Linked DNA regions of Salvelinus alpinus: region 1 is linked to region 2. A link is a contact called in public Hi-C data. All regions are on one chromosome and are shown on one strand. The core of a region is the stretch at or near the end of the contact, and the rest is flanking DNA. Distances in the headings are between cores, read along the strand shown.

Region 1 (3,831 bases), core at 1,264-3,763, 200 kb before region 2:
CTTTGTCAACGTGTGATTCTTCTTCCGTTCCCTGGTTGTATTCCTACTATTGCAGTCATCACATCAAACATTTATCCTTACACAATGAGATATTCAGAGTACATTTTTTGTTGTAATTCAGTACAAAAAGTATTAAAAGGACCCCATTTGAGGGCAATGCCTGCCCCTATTTCTATATAATTCCTGTTCTAGAGCGGAATTGCTTGTTGAGGTTCCACCTCCGAAGACTGACGCAGGCTACTTATACGTATACTGTGGATAAAATTGTATATACGGTACCAGTCAAAAGTTTGGACACACCTACTCATTCAATTTTTTTTATTTTTTAAAACTATTTTCTACACTGTAGAATAATAGTGAAGACATCCAAACTATGAAATAACACATTAAATCATGTAGTAACTAAAAAAGCGTTACATATTTTATATTTGAGATTCTTCAAAGTAGCCACCCTTTGCCTTGATGAAAACACACACAGCTGTTGCAAGAAAATTGAATGTTAATCTCTCTACCATAAGCCACCTCCAACTACGTTTTAGAGAATTTGACAATATGTCCAACCGGCCTCACAACCGCAGACCACGTGTATGGTGTTGTATGGGTGTCAACGTTGTGAACAGAGTGCCCCATGGTGGGTGGCAGTGAGATTATGCTATGGGCAGGCATAAGCTACGGACATACTTAATATAGTAACACATAAAGGTTATGGATGACATTGCGCAGTGGCTGGTGTCAAAATATAGATAACTCAGAATGAAAAGATCTCCAATTGAATATCAAGGGGGATTGAACAACAGTTGGGTGCTCTAGTCATTGACTGCTGCTTTGTTTACATGTCTTTTGAACACACGATGGAAGCTAAAATAATTACTATCTGCCCTTTCGGCACTCTAGTCCTCCACTCTGCCCCTTCAATCACCTACACACACGCACACGGACACGGACACGCACACACACAAATTCGATCAGACTGTCAGTGGATGAGCCTGTGGTGGACTAGCTGCTTTATTCCGGGGAAAAACACTGTTGCTCAGTGTGATCAAACGGAAATGTGTAGGGTGCTGCCATCAAAGACAGCAACTCCCCATATCAAACCTCACAGATCCCATCTGCTGTACATCAGTCAGGCACACGCCATGTTGACCAAGGGTTTAGCAAAGAAGAATCAATCTTTATTCCCTCACACAGGTGATTTCAATCGATAGTTGATTCCATCCAAAGTACATGTCACACGTGCTAGCATTAACTGTTCTGAAAACATATCCAAAGACACTTTATAGTGTGTTTGTCTCTAAACATATTTGTCTGGAAGATTAGATGATGTGACTGGTGTTTGACTGAACCGAGCCAGTAAGCATACATTCTGCTCAGCCATGTCCATGCAGCTCTCAGATGAGATGGAAATGGATGAAATAGACCGAATTTTTCTGAATCATCGTTGATGCCTTGGAAGCATATATCATCATGCCTCATGATTTCTCAAACCCTGTGCCATTTAATGTGTGAGCTCTCTCTAATAGCAGAAATAGCATAATTCTTATATATGAGCTCTTACCACCTAGGAAAGGATCCATATGCTATTGATGGAAATATCTGTCAGTCATGATAGAAATCTTAGTGCTGTGTTTAATGGGAAAAAGAGGGGGATTATTTAGACCGAATGGAAGCAAAAGTTGTCATGTTTTAGTATGTCACCTTAATATAAAGCAATGGACAGTTTTGGAATTATCATCATTGGGGTCATGGTAAAATACATATTTTGGAAGTTATTAAATCAAATCCTTATATAAGCTAGCCAGTTTGTTGTCTCTAGGCAGTAACACATGGAGCTCTTCCTACTGATACAATATGACAGAAAATGCAATCCACTCCCATATTGCTCTTGGATAAGACCCACATTTCTGCTTTTCAGACAGGCTTTCTCGCATTATTAATAACAATTTCCCATCTGCTATCTGTAGAGTATTTAACATTGCCCAAGTGTTGAGCCCTGTCTCCAAGTCCTCCCTCAGCGTTCGGTCCAAAATATTTTCAGTCAGATTTTCAGGGTCGACACAAAACTCCTGTAGACTATAGAAAACCTTCAAGGTGTATCATTATAAGCAGACAATAAGCACGGCATGTGATAAGAATTTTTTATTTTATTAATAGCCTCATATTTTCATCTCATAGGCTAATTTATTTGAGCGTATTTAATAGTTTGATTGAAAATGGTTTTGTCTTATTGAGAAAAGCTTATGGTCCTCACCTAACCTCATCTCCCACCGGGTAAGGCAAGTCAGGTACTAGAGGTCTTTCATTCTTCTTTGTGAAGGGAGGAGCTGGACCGTGTCCTCGGCGAACCTAGCCTATATGAGGACGAGAATAACGCACCACGCCAGACTCGTATCAGTGTGAATGCCAGGGGATGCTCAACATCTCCACACTAGGCTACATTAATTCTCATGGTCTCACATTCAAAGCGAATATTGCTACTTTTAAAGTCGTTTAAAAAAAATCAGAGGTAGATGTGTTTGTACTTTACAGTGTTAGTCCTGTAGAGAGTGGTAGTCCTGTAGAGAGCGGTAGATAGCCAGTTTTATTAAATTGTTTTATGCGGGCCCAGAGCTTTGCATTGGCCCAGAGCAGTGTGCGCCCCATACTGTACATATGCGGAGGGAGGAGCAATAGTATATCTCTTGATTCCATTTCCCTGTCGTGGCAGCGTACCGAAACGTTACTGGAGCACATTTTTACACACACCTCATGGGGAATCCCAAATAACGAGCACCTTGTGACTTTGTTTAAGTGCAAATTAGGAACCGCACGAGACGTTTTGACGGCAAGCGGCGCTTTGCAGAGGATTTTTTTTTAAATAGAAAAGCCCGGTACTGTGCAGTTGCATACCCTACCACTCCACTTGCGCTTTATACGGGGAGGCTTTGACTTTTTCATCCTCGTTTCAGTCTCAAAACAACCGTATTCCTGTCCAAAACAGTAGAAGAACCTGACGGTGAGTCTCATTGGCACATATTTACTTTCAAACGTGTTCTACCCACCTTGCATGTCGGATTTGTGCGTATTTGTCTGTCCAAGCTAGCCCCAGTAGCTGCATGGTTTGACAGATCAGCAGCGTTATGTAGGCTACAGTATAGCTTCACCTTGGCCTCCTACAGTTTGCTTGCTAAAATATAATTCGCCGCAATTGTTGTTGTACTGTTGTTGTAGTGTTTATTTAATTTATTGTCTGATGTAGTTGTCGATGCAGATAGTCAGTGTACAATGTGTTCACGTAATCAACTGAGGGGCCTAACTTGTATTTATTAATTTATGATACTACACACACACACACACACACACACACACACACACACACACACACACACACACACACACACACACACACACACACACACACACACACGTATATACACGCATCTGTCTATTATTGTGCAGGTTATGTTGTGTGGCCTTGTGTGTAGGAGGTAAAAATATTATTTTAGCAAGTAAGTGTCATATTGTTCAAATCTGGTGCAGGTATGTTTGTAGCACAGTTGCAGCAAATACTTTGGATAACTGCCAACTTCTAAGGGTTACAGTACAAATTACACATCACATTTGCAATGATACCGCAGAATGAAACTGATAATTCTGGGCCTATAGCTCCATGAATATTGATTTCTGACTGTCATAGGGCATGATAATACTAACAATATGGGCCTGGAAAATATCATGGAACACTTGTTTGGGAAATTCCCAAGTTACTGTGTAATGTCAATAGCTTGGTACAATGTTACTTACTATTCTATTACAATAAATGTGTCTATTTTCTTAGCGCTGTCATGCAGTTAT
Region 2 (3,663 bases), core at 12-2,511:
AACTGCTAGCTCACAAGACTAGCTAGCTAAGTGAGCTTGCTTTGCAGCGCTGCTAGCAAGCTAGCTAACAAACAATCAGTGTAATATCAGTATACAGTTGACTTAATTATGAAAGATGCTAGCTATATAAAACATTTTACTCTATGCTTCAGCTTTCTGGATATGTTTGAACTTGGCTCGATAGCTCGTTGTTCCTTGCATGCAATTGGTTCTGGTCTTGGGGGCGGCACGCAGCCTTGGAGACAATGTTACCTGTCAGGCGCTGTTCAGGGCTTAAATGCTCCACGAGCGTCCAGCTCGGGAATGGTTTTAGCACCACCAGGCGACAAAATTGAAGAACTACACCACACATAGTAATTTCCGGCAGAATCGGAAATGGTGTCATACTCCATCATCAAAAAAGTAATAGCGGCATGGCAGCAGCACCAGCTATCCACACTAAGACTTCTGGTTATCGGATTTTGCATTCAAAATAAAAGTCCACGGTAAATCGCTATGCATATGATACAATATCAATATTTTTTTGCAGCTTTGCACAGAGCATAATGTTAAAATTATGTTTTTAAAAAGTATAACTACATGGGGGGGGGGGGGGGGGGAATTGTATTTTGGTTGTATTGCACAAACAACTTGCACTGTACAGGAAAAACAATATATTTTTTGTCCATAAAACCAGGGTCCAGTCTACTCACTAAAGTCCCTAGAATAGAAGAGTTTGAACAAAGAGTTAGGTCATAGGAAGTGTTGCAGGACGTTTACTGTGCTCTAACAACAAATCATTGTATATGCATTACACATGGGCTTATGATAATAAAAAAACGATTATAGGTGCCTCAGTAAAACTATTGTAGGGAATACTCAGTAGGGTCAGTAGAATCCATATATGGTGTCATTTCATGGGGCACTGAACGGAGTGTTGCTGGCTTTTTACTCCACCAAATCATGGAATACATTTAGCCTAATAGAGCAAAAATTATTTTAGGTGGCTATGTAAAAGTATTGTAGGGAATACAATATATTATTATATTTCATGCACAGTTATTTGCATTGGAGGCATTTATTTGACCTTGGGACATGTTTTAAAACCCACATTTAAATAAAATATCACTTAAATATGAGCAAATATGAATAATTGTTCATGTTCAGATAATTATTTTTCATATACAAATACAGGTTATTGACACTGTTATACTATTAGGCGGGGACCTTTATTTGGCACATTTCCAAACTTCAGTGACCCGGAAGTACTTCATTAGTGTTGCTGATGAGACACTTATCAAAAAAATGAATGCTGCTGTTTTCTTCTGAACACAAAACTGTCTCTTGGATAATGTCACACATCGGCGATAACGAGCTAGAACAACTGGAATACCTCTCGTTGGTATCCAAAGTGTGCACAGAACTCGACAACCATTTGGGGATAAGTGATAAAGATCTAGGTATGTAAAACTGAAAGTGAACTTTCAATATAATATTTGTTAGTTGGCAATACAATGGCTAACAGCTAGCGACGCGTTAGCTAGCAGCAACTCCAGATCATCTGTCCAGTCAGGTTGTTATCTGCCCGGGTAAACCAGCTAGTTAAACTAGCTAAAGATTTCACCAGCGTAGCTAAGTTGGGTAACTAACTAGTAAACCGTGGAGTTGAGTTTAGTCAGCTAAGGTTACTAACAACGATGCGAACTTTCACGCTGCCCCTAGTTGACATGCTATAGTAGCCATCTTAGCGAGCAAATCAAAGCTACACTCGAAATGTTTAGGACAAGTTAACGTTACTTGGCTAATGTGGTTATTTTCTTTGCTGTTTTACAGCTGAGTTTGTCATCAGCCTTGCTGAAAAACAACCAACATTTGATGGCTTCAAATCACTTCTGCTGAAAAATGGAGCAGAATTCACAGTAAGTACAGACTTCCTATCTACTGCGATACAACAGTACTGTCGCTATCTAGAGCAGGTGTCTCCAACCTTTTCTAGAATGAGAGGTACTCATTTTTTTTTCTCCAGCTTTCAAATCGACACATTCTTCTCTCCCCTGGTCCTTAGTGCACTACTTTCTCTTGTACACTATGTTTTCTGTCAATATACCTGATAAATGAATGGTTAATAAACAACTCTAAGGGCGGCTCTATAAAATCTGTGATTTTTTTTTTTTTATCTCAAAAGTACAATTGAGAATCAAGAAAATGTAATGTTCTGAGTCCATGTCAATGCTTAAATAATGTTTTAGGTCTGATTTTTATTTGTAATTCCCCTTTAATTGAGCATCTGGCCCTTTAATTGTGCATCTAGCAAGTAAGGAATGTGCCATCTGTGCCGGTCTAGTGATGGTTCTGTAGAGCTGCTGCTCATTTCATGGAAAAGTTTGCAAATAACAAGAAATACATACAAACAATATGCTTACTCATGATATACTTCTGCCATACAAATTATATGCACTTCCGTTCAAAAGTTTGGGGTCACTTAGAAATGTCCTTGTTTTTTAAAGAAAAGCAAAAAAATGGTGTCCATTAAAATAATATCAAATTGATCAGAAATTCAGTGTAGACATTGTTAATGTTATAAATGACTATTGTAGCTGGAAACAGCTGATTTTTAATGGAATATCTACATAGGCGTACAGCGGCCCATTATCAGCAACCATCACTCCTGTGTTCCAATGGCACGTTGTTAGCTAGATATTCCATTAAAAATCAGCTGGTTCCAGCTACGATAGTCATTTACAACATTAACAATGTCTACACTGTCTTTCTGAACAATCTGATGTTATTTTAATGGACAGAAAATGTGCTTTTCTTTCAAAAACGAGGACATTTCTAAGTGACCCCAAACTTTTGAACGGTAGTATACATCTGCCAGGTAAGCCGACTTTGCAGTTAAGAGTTAATTGACAAGACTTTGGGGAAAGTATTTCTGTCAACCCACATCAACTGGCTACACACAGAGTGAGAGACAAGCGCATGCACCACACAGACAGACAGGGGCAAAATTGCTGGATATTAATTGGTAGATATTGTGTTAGATTTAGCTTTTTAAGCCAGTAGTGGCTAACCAGGGTTGGGATAATGTCAATGTTGCGTTGATTAGATAGTAGCTGGGAGCTTACGGTGTCTGATACTTGTGAGATTCGTTTATGACAGTTGTGCGGTGGAACAGGTGAAAATTGCTTCTACTTTCAGAATTGTTTGGCGAGCTACTCATAGTTGGGCTGTGAGCTACTGGTAGCTCGCGATCGAACTGTTGGAGACCCGTGATCTAGATGGATGTTTATGGAACTGATATGTAGACGTAACATTTATTTTCCATCTTTCAGGATTCACTCGTCGGCAATTTGCTCAGACTTATTCAAACGATGCGGCCTCCACCAAAGGCATCTACAAGCAAAGGTATGTGAGCTGTATTCCGCCTGTATCCTCTGATGTGATGTGTGCTTTTCACAAATTCTTGAAGGTATGGGCTATGTGCACTCGGTGTAAAAAACATTAAGAGCACCTTCCTAGTATTGAGTTACACCTCACCCTCAGAACAGCCTCAATTCGTCAGGGTGTGGAGTCTTCAAGGTGTCAAGCATTCCACAGGGATGCTGGCCCATGTTGACTCCAATGCTTCCCACAGTTGTCAAGTTGGCTGGATGAACTTTGGGTGATGGACCATTCTTAATACAC

The links. Hi-C and Micro-C count contacts between places; a contact is called where the count stands out from the background.
Region 1: a contact with region 2 is called in a Hi-C map of muscle, with 20 times the contacts expected there. The contact joins the promoter of LOC139570229 here to the promoter of LOC139570228 in region 2. A contact is called at or near these places in 2 of 3 Hi-C or Micro-C datasets (muscle and red muscle).

What each region holds. Positions count from the first base shown.
Region 1 is chr3:20,912,861-20,916,691 of SLU_Salpinus.1, reverse strand. It overlaps LOC139570229 (thyroid hormone receptor alpha-B), which reads left to right and starts at 2,513. Exons shown (of 12, transcript XM_071391930.1): 1 at 2,513-2,992.
Region 2 is chr3:20,713,638-20,717,300 of SLU_Salpinus.1, reverse strand. It overlaps LOC139570228 (ATP-dependent RNA helicase DHX8), which reads left to right and starts at 1,261. Exons shown (of 22, transcript XM_071391924.1): 1 at 1,261-1,439; 2 at 1,813-1,898; 3 at 3,312-3,384. The coding sequence starts at 1,289.